2 separate regions of the Rattus norvegicus genome follow, and region 1 is linked to region 2. Evidence: chromatin contacts called from public Hi-C data. All regions are on one chromosome and are shown on one strand. The core of a region is the stretch at or near the end of the contact, and the rest is flanking DNA. Distances in the headings are between cores, read along the strand shown.

Evidence for each region. A called contact is a pair of places that touch in the nucleus more often than the background predicts.
Region 1: a contact with region 2 is called in a Hi-C map of frontal cortex, with 2.7 times the contacts expected there. The contact joins two enhancer-like sites. A contact is called at or near these places in 3 of 12 Hi-C or Micro-C datasets (the A7r5 cell line, the Rat2 cell line and frontal cortex).

Annotation. Positions count from the first base shown.
Region 1 is chr17:15,811,017-15,815,521 of GRCr8, reverse strand. Wnk2 (WNK lysine deficient protein kinase 2) reads right to left here. Exons shown (of 27, transcript NM_001191556.1): 25 at 3,006-3,244. Among named protein-coding and RNA genes, the nearest start is that of Trnaa-ugc8, 9.1 kb to the left of the region's middle. Within about 2 kb of position 2,526, at least 11 of the 93 cell types and tissues checked have an H3K27ac peak or open chromatin away from gene starts, as enhancers often do.
Region 2 is chr17:15,682,988-15,687,450 of GRCr8, reverse strand. No RefSeq gene overlaps it. Among named protein-coding and RNA genes, the nearest start is that of Ninj1, 17 kb to the right of the region's middle. Within about 2 kb of position 2,295, at least 38 of the 93 cell types and tissues checked have an H3K27ac peak or open chromatin away from gene starts, as enhancers often do.

The sequences.
Region 1 (4,505 bases), core at 1,277-3,776, 130 kb before region 2:
CAGTCTACAGCATCCTAAATGAAATACTTGGGAAACCGAAGACAGTAACTATAGAAGATTTAACATCACAGTCCAGCGGGCTTCGATTCCGCCTCACTCCAGGGTAAGCCCCACTGGAAGGGCTACACTTAAGAGTTCCACGGTGAGCATTTGCCTAGCGCATAGGAGGAGGCCCTGTCTTCTCTCCTCAGCACCACAAACATACAGATAACATAGAACACCAGCTAGCTTCCCCATACAAAGTGGGATATATATTCCCTAATCCCTTACAGAAGGCATGCTCAGCAGTGAAGGCCTCTGTGGAGCCAGAAGCCAGACCTATTGAGGGGTTAGCATTAGGCCTTCCCCACAGGGCTCCTTCATGCCTCTGGTCAATACAACAAGGGGACCCAGCCAAGATGAGACAAGGAAAGAAAAACCGTATATCTGCAAATGACAAGGTGATGTGTACAGAACCCCACAGGAATGGCTGAACAAGCAAATTTAGCAGGACCATAGGCTTCGAGGTATCAGAATCAGTCACATTTCCATGTCCTAGAAACATACAACTGGGAGATGATATTTCCAGAGCTGTGTAGTTTATGACAACAGCCCTCCCAATCATTAACCACCATAGGATGAATTTAATGAGAGATATTAACACCCTACAGAGATATAAAGAAACAGATGTCAAGTTCACAGGGACACGTAAGACTGGTAATAACGATAAATCTGTCCAGTTCACTGACAGAATCTACTGCCAAGAGGCACTCCAGTGTGTTACCTAAAACCTGCAAGCACTTAGGGCTCATCAAAACCATGGACGTCCTGAAGTTCAATAGCAGATGCTCTTTCTATCCCTCTAAATCAGCTTAACAAAGCTAGAGGAAGGCAAGGACTGTGTACCTTGACACATAGGTATACAACAGCTAAAATAGAAAAATGTAAAAAAAAAATCAAATTTAACCTCTTCTACTTTACACTTGCCTCTAAGAAAGTCCAAGAAGGGTCTGTGAGAGGTCCTGTGTGTAAACATGAGTTCAGAGTCCTAGCACCTCAGCCAGGTGTGTGGCACTTAGTGTGGGGGAAGGGCAGAGACAGGTGGATTCCTATAGCTCGCTGGCCATGAGGTCTAGCTAGTCGGTGAGCATCAGACTCAGTGAAAGAGACTTTGTCTCCTAAAAGCTAAGGTGGGGATAGATAGAGAAAACACTACATGTTGATGTTTGGCCTCCATATACATGTTCATATACAAGCAGGCTAGTACATATAATACACCACACATACATACACACATGGTGGGGGGATAAGGCACATATGAGTCACATAAGACAAAGCAGACATAGCAGACTCCCACAGACCATTAATAAAAAGAGAAGTCAACCCTGACCAGGCACTTTATAGAAGATGCCTGTTAAAAACAAATCAAAGACAAATACAAGACAATAAAAGAAAAAAATCTGAATTTGACATAAAAAGATCTCAAATTATTTTCACAAACATTAAAACCTCACAGGGCAATGCAAGGAACCAAGGAGCAAAGTGGAGGGGAAGGAAACAGAAATCCAGAAGATGCGGCATAAATAAGATATGGCATTGAAAAGTTTGGCCTGAGAACTGTAAACATTTTTTAAAATTTATTTATTTGTGTGTGTGTGTGTGTGTGTGTGTGTGTATGTATGTGCATGTGTGTGTGGTGTGTGTGTGTATGTGCGTGTGTGGTGTGTGTATGTGTATGTGTGTGTGTGGTGTGTGTATATGTGTGGTGTGTGTGTGTGTATGTATGTGCGTGTGTATGTGTGTGTGTGTGGTGTGTGTATGTGCGTGTGTGGTGTGTGTATGTGTATGTGTGTGTGTGTGGTGTGTGTATATGTGTGGGGTGTGTGTGTGTGTATGTATGTGCGTGTGTATGTGTGTGTGTGGTGTGTGTGTGTGGTGTGTGTGTATGTGTGTATGTATGGTGTGTGTATGTGCATGTGTGGTATGTGTATGTGTATGTATGTGTGTGTGGTGTGTGTGTGTGGTGTGTGTGTATGTGTGTGTGGTGTGTGTGTATATGTGTGTGTCAGAAACCACCAACTTGGGAATGACAAACAGCGGGGGATCGAGCACACTGCTAAATGATTACATAGTGACTGATTTGAAAGTCTGGGTAAACTTAGGGACAAGGTAACAATTACCAAGGAAACAAAATTTAACAAAACTGTCAAGATGTGACAGAACACCCAAATGGTGTTAGAACTGGAAAAGAAACAGGGTTCCTAAGGCAAGCCTTCTCCTAGAGAAGGACGGATGTGTGCGTAGTTCCACCAGCAACTCCTATAGCCCAGGCTGGGGCGTGCGGTGTTCACTCCAGTCCTCCAACTCCATGTGTGTTTCAAAAGCTTCACAGCCCAAGATCACAGAGGGATGTTTTCCACCCTGAAAACAACACCCACATGATCCTTCAGCCCAGATGGATTCACCCATGGACTTCACGAGTCACTTAAAACAGAAATAACACCAATCTTCCACACACTCCTCCAGAATGCTGGAAAAGTGGGGACACTCCTACAACCAGCTCTGCCAAAGCCTTACTATGTGCCAACGCCTTTGAGGGTGGGCTCTTGGCTCTGCCCCGTGTTGGTCCCACTTGGATGCAGTTGCCACTCAGGAATGAGGTACACCTGCCCTCTCTGCAGAGCCAGATGGACACCATGCAGATGGAGGTGGATCTGTTCACAGTGAAGAGTGTAGACAGACTTCGGGCTATCTAGCTCAGGGATTCTGGTGTACCTGAGTTCTAGAGTCACAGACTCAAACCTGTCCCCTGCTGGTCACAAGGACCATAGGACGTCACTCTGACCTCCTGATCATCACAGGGGCAAAAGGCCTAATTGTTTTGGATAAGATGGACCCTGACCTTGAAAGCCATTTAGCAGGATTTTGCCATCTGGCATCCAGGATTCTGGCAACGGCTCATGGCCACAGCCACCGTGCCTACTACCATATCCCTCCTGGTAGAACCAGTACCCATGATCACTCACAGCCCGAGCCTCTCCAGAGGCCTCCATGTCATGCAGCTTCTGCGTCTGCTTCAGCTGGTTGAGCGTGGGCTTCACTTGGGCCGCCCCCACTGTCTTCGTTGTCCACTCATCCACCAGCTTGTGCAGATCATCCGTGAAGGTGCCCTTCTTGTTGTTGCTGTTGTTCACCTGCGCCTGGACGTGCAGGGTGGGCTGGGGACCTGGCTCAGGGCCTGGGGCCAGGCTGCTGGTGGAAGACCCTGGGGAGTCATATAGGCCAGGATTGGTGACGCCACACACTCACCTGGCACCACTGACAGGCTGGCCACAGTCATTCTCACATGACAGCTGGGACAAATCAATGGCCTACTCTGGCCAAGCAACACCTTGCTTCAAGAGGCGGTCTGTATCAGAGGGCTTTGCTACCTGGTGCTAGACACCATGAGGACCCTGTGAGGCTACTGGGTGACTGGGCTATGCCAGTTTAAGTGGTTTAGTTTTTTAAGTTAGGCCAGGGAAGGGGACCCTGAACAGTTGACAGTCTCCATGAAGAGTCTACCCTAGGCCCACCACTGCATGTCCCGTTAGATCCACATGTGAGAGCATGGGTAGTTCATGCTACCTATAGCCAGATTCAGGGGCACAGCCTGACACACATGGACACTGGCATCCCAGGGACAGGGTCAGGTTCTCAGGCTTACTTTTTAGAACGCTCAACAGAGGAGCTCTGCCACCAGCCTTCCGGCACCCCCTGGACATTGTGCTCTTGTGTATTCTGATTGTTTAGCAGTTTGGAATCAAGATAAGGAGATGGTGCCTTTTCTTATCAGAGCATTTGGGAAGGTGGTAATGAAAGATATCATACTCAGAGTCCCTCGGGCATGCTCCACACCCTCCAAGCCACAGCTAGGTGATACTGGGAGGCAGGGAGCTGGGAACCGGTCCCCTGACTAAATAGCTTGTTTGCCTCACTGAGAGACTGTTTTAATGGCCAAACACAGGACTTGTTGATTTTTCTCCTCCCCTCCTTAGCCTCCCAACGCACATAATTCCACCTAGCAATTTTGAATAAGCCAATTATACACGCCTCAGAAAAAAAAAAAAACCCAAAGAACAAAAAACCCCAAACAGCTAATGACCATCTCTTCAAACAAGCTGTTCCAAAATATAGTGAACTTTAGTGGCCAATGATGGGGAGGCAAGGACGAAGGACTACACGTTAGTGATGAGACTCAACAGACAGCTACCGCTATATGAGGTTTTCAGCCAGAAAACAAAACAAAACAAAACAAAACAGGGGTGGGAAAATTAAAAATAAACAGACAAGGGAGAGCAGAGGGGTGTGTGTGTGTGAGCGGCCCAGGTTGACTAATACCCATTCAGCCTTGGTATCCCTTCTTGGGGAAGCATTCATCGTTAGCGCTGATGCCTAAGGTTTTGGAAAAGGTCCCAATTAATAAACAGCCATAAATGGACGCTGCAGAGAAGGACAGGCCTAATAAGAGGTGACTGGCAAGATAG
Region 2 (4,463 bases), core at 1,046-3,545:
GGAAGGGGAGGGGGGAGGGTGATGTCTGTCCGGAAACCGGGAAAGGGAATAACACTTGAAATGTATATAAGAAATACTCAAGATAATAAAAACAAAAAATAAAAAATAAAAAAAAAAGACACAAAAAAAAAAAAAAAGAAAAAAAAGAAAACAGAGACACTATCCTCGTGAGAATCCTGGACTCCTGAGATAGTCAGCTGAGGAATGTCAGGAGTCCAGGTCAGTGCCTGAGGCACTTGACCTGTGAGTCAGGACTTTGGAAGAGCAAGAGAAGGAAAATGGCAGTCACCCTTCTGCAGCAAATAGCTGGGAACTGAAGGTTGAGAAAACAAGAAGAGGGGACCGTGGGCCTACTGGTTCCATCCCACCAACCAGGACCTGCAGGGGCCAGCCAGGTGGCCCTGAAAAACAGGCAGAAGCCCTCGGGAAGGACGCAAAAATTCAGGAGTGTGAGAAAGGCCTTTCCATTCATCCATGCACACAGAAAGAACCTTTCTCTGTGTTTGACTCACACATTTGCACAGAGAGAGACTCTGGGAAGAAACAGACCTGAATTCAAAAATAAGAGTGTTTGCATGGGAGGGGTGCGGGCTGAGCAGGTGGAGTCATTTTAGAATCCAAACAGTTGCTGGATATGGCTATTCCAAAAATGAAGTCGAAACAGAGGATGCTGAACACATCTTGCAACTGGCGGCAGGCAGTGAGAACGCCGAAAACCATTAAGATGGTCGCTCGGCGTGGGCGGGCCATGTGCCGTGAGAATTCTACTGCAACTCGTCTATTAGAGAAAAAGGAAGAGGTGGGAGTATGGCTCAGTGGTAGAGCACCTGATTAAAGCCACACACACCCCCAGTGAGGGGCTGGGTTGCCTTGGCATCTGCCTACCCCCCGCCCCCACCCTCCAGTGAGGAGCACCTGCTGAGAATCACCCAGTGAGGGGATTGGGGTGTGGTTTAGCAGTAGAATGCTTGTCTAGTCTTCAGGAGGATCTGGGTCCCCCATACTGCAAAAAGAATAAAGGAAGGGAAAAAGGAGATAAGAGAGAGGAAGGGAGGGGAGGGGAGGAGGGAAAAAAGGGAGAGGGAAGCTCTGTTGGGCTGAGCGCTGTTTAATGGGACAATTGAGGCAGGTGGCACAAGCAATGGATCTCCATGGTGTGATGGGGACAGAGCCCTGCAGGATGACCTTGAAGGATGAAGTTTGACCTTGCACATACCAGGGCTCTCAAGGGTCAGTCAGTGTGGAGCCGCTGGAGACCATGGCTGAACACACACAGAGTTTTGCAAATCCGAAGTTCTAGGGCAGAACACATTTTGAACCTGTGATGGCATCTGTGGACCCACTTAGTGACCCGCTCCCCTCCATAGCCTCTGGTCGCATTGAGGACCTCAGGAACAAGGAGTTTCATGACATACCACTGGATTTCATGCTGTATAATTGAGCTACAATGAATGTGTACACTGTAAGCTTCAGAAGTTACCAGAACTGGTTAAAACCAGACCTGTGCCACAGAGGTGGCCCAACGGCCGCTTCGTTCTTCCTGAGACCTAGGAAACCTGAACTTCAGTTGAAAACATGGCTGCCATAGAAACTGCATCTCCCAAATTCTCTTGTGGCTAGGTAGAGCTGCCAGTCTGACCATTGGATATAAGTGAGGGCATCTAGAAAGTTTCAAACAGCTCCAAGAGTGGGGGTGTGCCTTTCTCTCGTTCCTTACTGCTGGCCGGGTTGAAAACTTGATGCCTGGAACACAGTCAGCTCTGTGGGAGCAGGAGGTGGGGCTATCTATTGAAACTAATCACGCAGGAAGAGAGGAAAGTGAGTTCCTGAGGGTGTAGGTTCCCACCCCAAGCCCTTCCTGACCCTCAGCCTGGCTTTTATGCCGAGGAAGAAATATCTGTCTTATTAAGAACTTCATTTTTGTGGTACTCATAGTCACATTGGACCCTGAATGGCCAAATGTATACAGTGCTTGGCCTGGGGCCTGGCTCATCTAATGTGTCAGCTGAGCATCTGACCAAGTCACACAGCTATGACCAGAACTGGAGAGGGTTGGATCTAGGCTGCATCTCCGGGACTCCTGGGAGCCTGGAAAACAAGGAGACAAGGAAACATAAAATCCTACACAGCCCCCACTGCAGCCCAGGCCCTGTGGGGTCATGAGCTATCAACCTTCAAAGGCCACGCTGCCCACACGATGACCGCCCCAGCTGGCACAAAGCATCACCTAACAAGAAGCCATGTGTCAGCCACTCGCCTCTCTGACCACATGGTCTGCCAACTGCATTCGTTTTTTTCCTCTGGGTGATGTGTGCACCAGCTCTCTTTTCCTGGCCATCTGCTGTTTGGGTGGCAGGCGAGCCCTCTGGGTGCCAACAGAATGGCAGCCAGTGACGGGAACAGCTCCACAGGAAAATGGGCTGTGCGTGGGAGGCCCAAATGTTGGACTGCAGCCTGCAGGGTGGACAGGGTGCCAGGTGTGGGAACTGGTGGTATCCTCAGCATCTCAGCCCGGGGTCTGACTGAGCCTTTGTCTCGGGCTCCCAGAGTGAGTACTTTGTAAGAATAGGTTTATGGGAGAACTGAGAGTGGAGAGAGATTTGAGAAGTGGGGTGGGAGCAGGGAGCACAGAAGTCACCCCAGCCTAGCACCAGCAAACTTCTAAGCATGTGCATAGGCTCTGGAGGGTTCCGTTACCAGTCACTCTGAGCTTCACTCTGCCTTAACACTGAGCAGGTGCCGGGGTAACCCCCCCCCCATCACCTCTGCACTCACTGGGTAGCATGTTGTGTCTGACCACCCATGTTCATGAGAGTCAGGACACGGGCACAACTCGAATGTCCATCAGGAGATAAAAAGGTAAGCAACTTGGCTATCCACGTGACTGAATGTTATTCAACCCTGAAAAGGAAGGAAGTCCATGCGTCCACTCTGACGTGGATGGCTGTGTGGACACTGTGGGGGCTGGGGAGAAGGAGTCAGTTCCAGGAGAACCACACAGTATACGGCTTTACAGAATGAGGTCTCTAGAGTGGTCAGAACCAGGGAAACAGAAAAGTAAGTAGATTGGGGCTGTTGCCAGCTTTTGGTTTCTGGGAAAACGAAAGGGTCCAGAGATTTGTTACACACACACACACACACACACACACACACAGAGAGAGAGAGAGAGAGAGAGAGAGAGAGAGAGAGAGAGAGAGAGAGAGATATTAAAATGGTTAAAAATAATAATACATAAAATACTTATAAATGGTACGAGCATCCGAGCGGGAGCCCCACAGGGAGGGCACTCAGAGAGGCAGGCAGACTGGGAAGTGTCTACAGCAGTTTCAGGCTAGGCGAGACTGCAGGCAGCTTGGAATCATCTCTGAGCATGAAAGGCTTGGGAAAGGCCTGACTCTTCTGGAGCCCAGAGGAACCCGGCGTCCCGCAGCGCCGCAGCGCCCTCTGCTGGTCAGGCCTGGCAAAGCGCTCAGCGGGAAGGACTTGCAGTACCTTGGAGCCTCCAGCAGGCTCTTGGGCCCGGAACTGGACTCCGCCATTGAGAAAAAAAGAAAGAAAACGAGAGAAGGCAGGCAAGCGGGATGCCGGTCTCAGCCTTTTGGGAAAGGTGGGGTGGGATGTTAGGGTACAGAACTGCGAAAAGATTTATAACACGTGTATCAGAAAAAGAAATAATGTAAAGACTTGAAAAAAAAAAAAAAACAACCCAACACAGAAAAGATGAAAAACCAAGTTTTTAGACTTAGGCACCACAAAGAGATGTGAAAGTCAGGCCTGTGGCAAATGCCTGTAATCCCAGCTACGCCATAGAAGGCAGGAGGGTCATGAGGGGAGAGCAGTTTGAACAACTTGATGAGAACTGCCTCAGCATAAGGGTGGGTAGTGGGCTGGTGGTGTGGTTCAGTGACAGAGCCCTTGCGTAGCATGTATGCGGCCCTCCCTTCAATCTCCAGTACCAAAACAAGGAAAGAGATCGGGGGAGTGGAGGAAGAGAAAGAAGGAGGTAGAGAGAGAAGAGGGAGAGGAGCTGCAGCAGACGTAAGAACTGCTAATGGGGGCTGAGAGGTGACTCCGGTTAAAAGCACTGACTGCTCTTCCAGAAGACCCGGGTTCAATTCCTAGCACCCACGTGTCCGCTTACAGTCATCTCTAACTCCAGTTCCAGGGCATCCAGTGCCCTCTCCTGGGAACTAAAGGCACCAAAAATGCACATGTTGCAAAGACTTACATACAGACAAAACGACCAGCTTCTCCTGTGGATGAGGGCACAGGCAGAGTGCAGCTACACAATCTCCCGTCTGCATCTGATCCTCCTCTCAGCTACCTGGGCAGAGCCGCTGGCTGGCAGAGGCAGATCTTCCCCGAAGCCTGTCTCTTTGAGTCCTTCACGGGATCCTGTGATGGCCAGCATCCCACCACCACCTGAAGTCATAGGGTGGTAGCAAGTGCCTGGGCGCCAGGCT